Regions from separate parts of the Aedes aegypti genome. Here region 2 is linked to region 1. Evidence: chromatin contacts called from public Hi-C data. All regions are on one chromosome and are shown on one strand. Each heading gives the region's core, a stretch centred on a gene start, on an enhancer-like site or on the middle of the called end of the contact. The rest is flanking DNA. Distances are from core to core; before and after follow the strand shown.

Evidence for each region. A called contact is a pair of places that touch in the nucleus more often than the background predicts.
Region 2: a Hi-C map of whole pupa shows a contact between it and region 1, with 4 times the contacts expected there. The contact joins the promoter of LOC5577524 here to the enhancer-like site in region 1. A contact is called at or near these places in 2 of 2 Hi-C or Micro-C datasets (whole body and whole pupa).

What each region holds. Positions count from the first base shown.
Region 1 is chr1:189,735,923-189,740,660 of AaegL5.0, reverse strand. No RefSeq gene overlaps it. Among protein-coding and RNA genes, the nearest start is that of LOC5577524, 34 kb to the left of the region's middle. Within about 2 kb of position 2,725, at least 3 of the 3 cell types and tissues checked have open chromatin away from gene starts, as enhancers often do.
Region 2 is chr1:189,771,113-189,776,076 of AaegL5.0, reverse strand. It overlaps LOC5577524 (acyl-CoA Delta(11) desaturase), which reads right to left and starts at 3,368. Exons shown (of 5, transcript XM_001656495.2): 1 at 3,107-3,368.

The sequences.
Region 1 (4,738 bases), core at 1,476-3,975:
CTTAGCTTCAAAGTGCGCAAAATATTTGTCAACGTTTCGAACGTGGATGCGCCTCTGTAAGATATGAATGATCGGTTGTTTCATTCATAGTTATAGAGATCATTGTTCCGAAAAGTTGTAGAAAATACGCATGAACAAAACTTAACTTTTGCCAATACTTTCATTTTTATTGATTTATGAATATAAAAACGAGAAGCAAGATGGAGTATTCCGATCAATGTTACCCTGGATTACGGTTATTTTCATGCGAATGTAGAATTCATGAGTTATTTCTTTCATTTTTTTTAAAGAATGATTTACATGGTTACGGACAACGCTATCAAAGATTAATGCCTCACATGAGTTCTGCAAATGATATAGGGGGATTAGGGGCATAATGAACATACGGGGCGAAATGGACACCCTCTCAATATCTGATAATACACATATTTCATCAAAAGTTCATTCACTGCATGAAATCTGTAATGCATTTGAAATGCTTGACGGTAAAAAAAATTATTTTTTGCTTCAATTGTTCTTTAAAATTTGACTTAAAATTTTTCTCAGTTTCAAATTGGCATATAAGCAAGAACGTGGAAGAATCTAATTTTTGAGCAAAGTAACGAACCCAGAAAGGTTCTTTTTAGCTATTATGATTGAGGGAGAGTCCTTTTGCATATCGGAATGATTGACAGTCATTGAATATGTTGGAATAACTAAATTTCATACAGGTGTTCATTTCGCCCCGATACCTTTTTACCAGCCTTGTTTTTGACCCAATTTTCTATCTCGCTTTTCTGACATATGATATGATTTTTATCACTATGAATGAATGTGGCACGTCGTACTAACATCAAACTTGAAAACTAGCCGGGGGTAAATTAATAACATTGCCATTTAAGGGTCTTAAAACGAACATTTGCTTAACGTGTCCATTATGCCCCTAATTCCCCTAAGCAGTGAAAATTCCATTCCCAGCATTTTGACATGGTTAAAAACGATTCCGCGGTCAAAATTTCCAAAAGTTCGTTCAATTCAGCAAAATCAACGAAATATTATGAAGAAGGCATATATTATTCAGGAAATTGCCTACCTTTAGGCGACTTTCGCGTTTAAAAATGTTTTTGATTTTAAAATATCCTTAAAAGTAAATTACTTGTAAGAGTTTAGCCATCGTATTCGGATTCGGGCCATGAATTTTATAGGGAACGGTATATTCAATATGATCGAATATAGTTTAAAAGGCTGGTCAATGCTACCCCTAATCAACAAAATAAAAATCGCCTTAAACTGTATTTATATTATGCTTAACATTTTGCAACATTTGCGTTTTAAATATGTTTTTTAAATATTTGTCAAAAAAACTCAATTTTTCCTTCGATTACGTACGGTCTTAAAAAATGTCTGATTTTCATTTCTAGGTACAGAATTTATCATTAAGCTCTCCCGGGAGCCTGATCGCATTGTGAATTGTACACATCGAAAAACTATTATTGAATAAAATATGTAGACAAACGTAACAGACACCATTTATTCATTTCAATAAAAAAAGAAAAATAAACAAAACAACAAAAAGAACCATCCATGGATAAGTCGATGCTCCAATAAAAAAGAGCGAATTGTTGGGATAACTAACATAATTCTCGCGTAATTTTTCAAAAGGAGCATTACCGTAGAACTGTAATGAAAATTGATGAAAGTGGGAAAGAGTTCCACAAATGTCGTGTTAGTGTTTTATTACTATTAATGGATCATTGAAAGTAGTTTTTGTCAGTGCTCACCGCATCAAAACAGAGGCGCCACTGTATACGGGATTTAACATAGTGACAGCATTGCTGTTCTGTCAAACACACAAGGCTACGGTGGCGCTATATATGCTTTCCATTGCGGCCGTTTTGGTTATTTTAATGATCCATTATAACTTCGTTGTGGCCTTTTTCTTCTTTATTTGAATTTAGCGATTTTGTTAAGATTTCAAAGAACTTCTCCGTGTGAAAGCATAACGTTATTTAACATATATACAATTTATATACACTACCCACCATAAGTATGCAATCGCGTATTGCAACACTGAATATTGCAGCACCTTGAAAAGTTTAGCATCACTTAGAATAAATATTATCACGTGATACTGAAGTGCTAGATCAATGTATTTTTGAGGCCATCTTAAAAAATACGTCTTCGAGCCCCTGCGATTTTTTTTTTATTTCTGTTGAAAAAACTTTTATCACTGGATTTTAAGTTATGCTAAACGTAAAAGTGCTGCAATACTCAGTATTGCAACGATTCCATACTTATGGTGGGTAGTGTATTATGTTTTCAAATGTAAATTTTACTAATAGATAGACTCTGACACGTCGTTACCAGCTATACAGAGTCGGGGTTTTATCGAACAACATACTATGTGATTTTCTGTCATAATTCTTTATAAAATCCTGGGAGGAATTATTGGAAAAATCCAGGATCAATACCAGGACTAGTAGGAATTGCCTGAGTGAGAGTTCTTGAAAAAATGATTTTAAAAAATCCTTGGAATTTCATCATTATTCCCAACAGAGAGCAACGTGTACATTGCGAACAAGTTACGCACAATCTTCATCATACCGGCAAACATCCGAGCATAACATGCTTTGCCGCTAGGTTGAAAACAACGCGCCACATCAACGCGCTTGTGCATGGTTGGTTAGTGCAGGAGAGCAAGCGAGATTAAACATTACACAAGCCTACATTCGAGCGAAAGAGATGACTATTGGTCGCTTTCTGATCGGCTGTTGTTTGATTTTATTACGATCACCATCCTGCTGGGACTGCACTAATGCGATTTCTCTTCCACGTTATATTTCTTTCTCTCAGTTCGAAGTCGGAGAGCGTCGTGCGAAAATAACGCACGTGCTCGAGTGTGTGCGAATATTCGCTCAAATTTCCAAAACATCACGCCACCTTGAAATGTAACTGTAATTTCTCCGCTTTTCCTTTTTTTGCGTTGCTTATTCTCCATATTTGTAAATGTTCTGTAAAATTTCGAATGCCGAAAAGCTTTGCTCACACAAGTTCGCTCTTTCTCTGTGGCTCTCTTCGATTAGTGCTAAGGAAGTTGTAGCAGCTGATGAAACGATTAATTTCACGTGAAAGCCACAATATCAGTCGTTGTTTCTGACCTTGGCATTGCGGAGAAGGCTCAGACTTCATCACGGTTCAGGAAGTGATTGATGGACTTTCTTCTATTACTATCACTGTAGATTCTGGTTCGTGTAGCTGACCGCTACTACCAATACGGCTGTGACCGGGTCACCATCATCAGTTGTATTAATCAATGATAATTTTCCACTATTATTGTGATTAAATGACGTCACCATAATAGATAGATTAGTTCAGGGAACATTCCATCGTTGTGTTTTGAGAAGAGAAGTGATTGCATCCAGACGTCATGTGTGAATCACAGTGCACTAACGTGTCGCGTGGCTTTTTTGGATTCGATTTCATTATTGCGTTGATGCTTGAGAGCTATTGCATCAGTGCAATTGTAGCAACTGCGTGACGATCCAAGTTTGAGAGTTTGTACTTTGTTCTGCTGAGGCGATGTTCTTACTTAAGATTGTTTGTATTGCCTAGTATAAGTATATTTCCGGCAGACTCAGAATTCTCGTTAGCAGCTGTAATAGGAGGTTGCATTCAGTAGTTCAAAACCTCAGTGAAACAATAAAAATTTCTTATTTTTTGCTTTATATATTTACAACTCCCATAGGGATCATGCACAAATTATGTTACGTTCCAAAGAGGTGGTCAGGCCAAGCGTAATATGCCACAGAAAATCGCGATGGAGGGGAGTGCAATTTGCAATTGCAATTTACCGTGACATAATTTTTGTGCCACCCCTTTATTCTTTTTCGGACTTAAGCAAAAGCTCGCGTTTGTCGACTGATAAAAAGCTTTCATTTGGGTTTATCTTATAAGAAAAGCGTTCAATGTGCTTGTGTCGGCTGATACAAAGCATGTATGTTGCATGCAATATTGGAGACTCATATGTATCCAATGTTCATTCTATCATAAAACTTTTTCAAAATCATACATACACCCAAACAGATTTCTATATAATGTCTGAGATGTACTCAGAAATATTTCATGTTATTACTCATTTGCTGTAAGTTGTTTGACCATAATGAAAAATGAGTCAAAGAATATAAACCGTCACACGCTATGTCCGAAGCAGACGATTATAAAAATCGAATGTACATCGGATTTTTTCTCACTAGAGTATAGTAGGTATTTGTGTTGTATTTTAATGGTCGGAAAGTTTTAAAATATTCCATTGGTGAAATTTTTGATTTTTTCCACTTTTCAGCCATTTTCATACTAAATCCCATGAAAATCACTTTTTCGACGCATTTCAGCCCATACAAAATGTATGGGAAAAATTTCACCAATAGAATATTTTAAAACCTTCCGATTATGAAAATATAGATCAAATACCGTTTTGATTCATATTACGGACAGCTTTTAATTCCGGACACTCTCCTTTGTATGGGGAACATTTCACACGAAATGTTTCAACTTTTGCCGTTCAAAAGTTTGCATTTTCGAAGCTTGTTTTAATAAGCATTTTTCATAAATATCCATGAAAATTTACAATGCCCAACTGCCTTAGACGTATGTTTAGTGGTTTGTCGATTTCAATCGATCATTTGACTTCTCTATTTATGATTTTCATGAGCTGTCCGGAATTGGAATCAAAGTGTCCGGAAATCAAGGCAAAAGTAAT
Region 2 (4,964 bases), core at 2,119-4,618, 35 kb before region 1:
GGAATTTTCGAAAACGTTCTCTTAATTGAGAATATTTTCGAAGTCCTGAGTAACTTGATTTTCAAAATTTTTGTTTCTTAATTGAGAAAGACGTTTCTTGATTTCTTTCTGCAAGTCCTGCCATATAATTTTCATAGCAGGATCGCGAGTGCCTTCTCCTCACGTTTTTAAGACGGATCAAGAGTTTAAGATCATCGGCTATAATCATGGATTCAAATTTTACTTCACATTTTGGAATTGCAATGCTCCTGGCTTCAACAATGGAATTTGTTAAAGTTTCAAGAGTATTGTGAATATCAAGTTTCGTTTGTAAAGAAATGCTAACATCAAGATTAGAGTCAATATATGTTTCATGTATATTCCAGTCGGCTTGAAAATGATTAAAAGTTGAGCTTATTGGATGAGAATCGCTTCATGGGATGGGATATTTGAAATGTAACCGGGACATGAAAGCATTCTGGTCTAATTTTGTGCATTACTAGATGTACACTGAGGAAACAAGCCATACCAAAACATCATGAGAATTAACTATGCGATTATGCTACAAGATATATTTGATTGCGGGTGTATTCAGTCGCTTGAAGTCTCCAACCAATAATTGAGCGGAGAATTTTGTCACATAGATTATAAAAGATTTGAATATTAATCAATTAAGTCGAGAATTTGGTTAGAAGTTCTGGTCAGCATGACAATTTGTGATATTGGTTGACCTGAGCATTTCCAGACATTTTTTCGAATATGAACAGGTCCAATGAGCAGTTATATAATGCTTGCTTGGGTAGTTATTGATAAATCTTGCTATATAATGCTTGGGTAGTTATTGATGAACCACTCAAAATTAGCATTTTCAAAGTTTGCTGAAGCTACTCATATTTGAGATTTTATCATTTACAGGTTTTGATTTGCTATTATTTAATACTTGTTCATAACGAGATGTTTCACAACGTTTTGTTAAGAATTTATAATTGAAATGGTTTATGTTGTTAATGGATTAATGATGTTGAGTTAAATTCATGCATTGGTTTTAGTTTTTTCCTCATCTTATACACTTTTTTCTGTGAAATGGGGAAAAAATAACAACAAGTTTCTTTGTTTCACAATGAAAAGTAGCCGTACGACAGTCATAGATCATGTACATCAGATTTTTAAGCGTGTAACACAGAAATAAATAATATTTTGTTAATCGAATTATTTGTCGGTTCAAAAAGATACTTTTATAAGAAGATACTTTTCAGGTAATATGCGCAGAAAAACTGTCTAAAGGAGATAGTCCATCAGTTTTAGAATAACTATTCCATATTGTGGCAGGTAACGTAAAATAAAACATTTTATGTTATGTTTTGTGTGGAAACGATTCCATTCCTGATTTCCTGATTTCTACGAGTATGTGAAACTTCGAAGATAATTCAGTGGATGTTTGAGCATTAAAAACACTTTTAATCATTATTTTAGAATATCTGTTTTTGACAAATGCTTGCTTAAAGTTTTGAAAAAATATATATTTTTCATATGTCAATATATTTTTCTTTGTTTTGGTTTTTATTTTGAGATAAAAAGCTAGTTTTTTAATCTTAAAAAATGTTGTAATTTAACCACTGTCAAATTTCCGTATAATATTATCAAAATTTGTATCTAGTTTCGTCAAATTTTGCATCTAATACGTTATCCGAACTAAGTATATTAAATGTTTCATCTCATAACTATGAAACACGTGTCCTGCTCATTATAAACCACTCAAATCTAAAAACTTGAATTCCCCTTTAGCTTGACGTTGTGTGCAAACCGGAGTTCCCCTGCCGTCGCTCCCAGTTCCCCCTAAATGGCATCTTCTGCAGGTATCCGTCCTGCCATTTTGGTGTGCAGCGAGTGCAAAATTTTAATAACCCTGGTTCGCCGTCGCCGAAAAATGGCCATCCAGTCAGTCAGACAGTCAGCCAGCCAGCCAGCTAGCCATCCAACCGTAAGTTCTCCCGCAATGTTCGCTGGTAGTGGTGAGAAACGGCCATTCAGCCGTGTTCGATCCCACTTTATTTATATGTATTTAGCGTATAACCGTTTTGCAAATTTTTCGTTTCAGAACGATTTTTTTTCGGTTTCATTCATCACTGACAGCCCTAATACCACTGAAACACGACATCTTCAGACTGAAGTTGTTCGGTAATGGCAATCTGGGTATGTTTTACGTAACTTAGTACAATTGCTAGCCGAATTATTTTTGCCTAAAGCACGCACGCAACAGTCGAAAACCGTCGAGACTCCATAGATAAGGGATGGAGGAGAATTAGAAACCACCCATTCATGGTCCCATTTTTTATAAGCACCTGGCTAATTGGTAGGTACTTGCCGCATAGGCAGTCACGTACACCGCTGGTTCTCTCGTGACATTGAAGCACTCACCTTTCTTCAAAAATATGGGTTCAACTGGAACAAACTGCTCGATCGATCTGTCTGCTCCGAAACTTCTTCTTTCGCCAAATCTGAGTGCAGGTAATTCACACTTGTGCCAACTCTTCACCGAATTCTCACCTCGGCAACAAGATTCGAAATCTGCAAACTATTCTTCTTGTTCTTCTTAGTAATCACTTCTTCGACACGATTGCACTTCTCCGCCTTCCGAGACTCACTGAATGGTGCGGGGAAGTTACTCCCGGTGTATGGGGTATGTTTAGCGACAATCCGACAGGAATAGGTTACAAACCATTCCGGGACAAGCTCTCGATTCGTACTGATCCGTTAGAATGGGGCGCTATTGTGCTTTATAACAACTCGCTGTATGCGCGAGAAAAAAACAAGAGTTGCTCTCTTACTCACGCTCGTACGATTTGACCATCCGTTCGGTAGCCGTACTAGATTTGCGAGAGATTAGTAGAACCCTCCGCACACCGGCCGATTCTGAAGCGCGAGAAACCCATCCCGATTTCACCCAGCACTACTGATAATGCACTTCTTCGCCGCCACCCCGCACTGATAACACTAAGGATGACGTTGTCTCTCACTTTTCATGCGAGCGGATCGAACAACGTGATAAGGAGTCAACCCGAAGAAGAGGAGGGCTTCTCCGGTGCTGCGCGAATCTTAATGACCCGTGACCCTAAACAGCACTCACCTTCTTTTCCAGACGTTCCAGCAGCCTGAACGGATGGTGATGGCAACGTGTTTCCTATCCTCGCTCGTCACGTACTCGAACAGCGGACACGATGCTGCACTGCTGAAAGGTCGGAGGACGTCGATGGAGAACACTCGACGGCTACTGAGGCCGTTTCAAAGGGAAGATAATGCCCGTCCGTCCTAGTTAGAGGGCGCGTCCCGTGACGATGGTAATGCTGCTAAGCTGCCGGCTGCCTACTAGTGACTGATCGGCGGCAGTTGGAAATTTGCAACTTTTCCCTCTATGCACTGGTGCTACTCGGTCGGAGATGCTTCATTGCCTCAGGAGAAGCTAACTCGCTCGTACGATATGTGTTCCTTTCTCCGAATTCGCGAATACGGCGAACGGGTTGTTTGAGTAGTTTTTGTGTTTGTATTGGATATCGTTGGGAAGTATCGTTATTTCTATCAATTTGCTTCTGTATGAGTCAAAGTATTGTGCATTTGTGTGATAAATTCTTGCGCCGACAATCTTGGAAATCGTTGAAAACGCTTTTAGATCGTTGGAACAGCCTATATAGGGTTCATTCACATATTTCATAACGCTTAAGGGGGTGGGTGGGTGTCTGTGAAATATTTCAGCTCATACATAATTCGTAGAATATTAATGCAAAATGCGTTACCAATACACCATACATACAAAAGTAATGCAGCATACTCATACAAAATCTACCCACAGTTTGTATAGCAACATTTCATAAAAATAATAAGGTACAGTGGGTGAGGTGTTCCAGTGCGGTAAGAGGATTATTTGTCCATATTTAGTATAAATAAAATAAAAATAGTATTCTGTGAAATTTTCAACTTTTTAGGTGGTGATTTAAAGGTGGCCCAAAGACATTGTAGGTTTACATGGAAATTACTATGGAGAAATTTTGAGATATGTTCCAAACACGCTAGTACTGTAATGTAAGTACTAACATGTGATCCCATAGTAAAAACTCATTCTTTAAAACATAATAAAGAAATTTGCTGAAGAGGGAAATTCAATCCGACGGATAGCAGAAAAGATATTCATGAGTTTGTTATTTGTTTGTTAGTTTATTGGTTATAGCCCTGTAAACATGCACACAAATCCCAAGCAAAATTAGCTCAGAGGGTATTTGTTTCTGCAGCAACATCCTTCATAAAGGTTTGAAGAATGAGTTTTCAATATGGGATGATAAGTTTCTACTTACATTACAGTACTAGCGTGTGTGGAATATTGCTCTAAATTTCTCCATAGTAATTTCCATATAAACCTACATTGTCTTTCAGCCACCTTTAAATCGCCTCCTAAAAATCTGAAAATTTTACAGAACACCATTTTTATGGTAAGGAGCATATGGGAGATTGGATTTTAAAACATTTTTAAAATTTGGATCACCCTAGTGGATACAGACATTTTATATAATTGAAACATTTGGCTTGAATGCCTGCCCTCAATTTGATTTATGAAAGTTAAATTTTTATCTAGCATGAGTTCTATATACTTAACTTCATTAAATTCCGTCTCAAACAACAACAACAATTTAACTTCATCTGACCAATTTATTGGAGCTCCTCATCGTGACAACATGTCTACTTGAAGGTTTTAAAAAAAAGCTTTTGTTAAATGTAAGAATATTATTAGTTGAGTTTTGCTCGCATTAGAATTTTTTTTTTGCAAGTATGAAAATAAAAATATCCAAACTTTTTTGCAATCTACACAGGTGACACACAGGCTTCGTCCTTTGGCAAAGAGCCCTATGTCATCCGTAAACAAAGATTTTTACATCCCTGAGGTATGACAGGTAAGTTAGATGTGAAAATATTGTATAATATTGGCCCTAGAATGC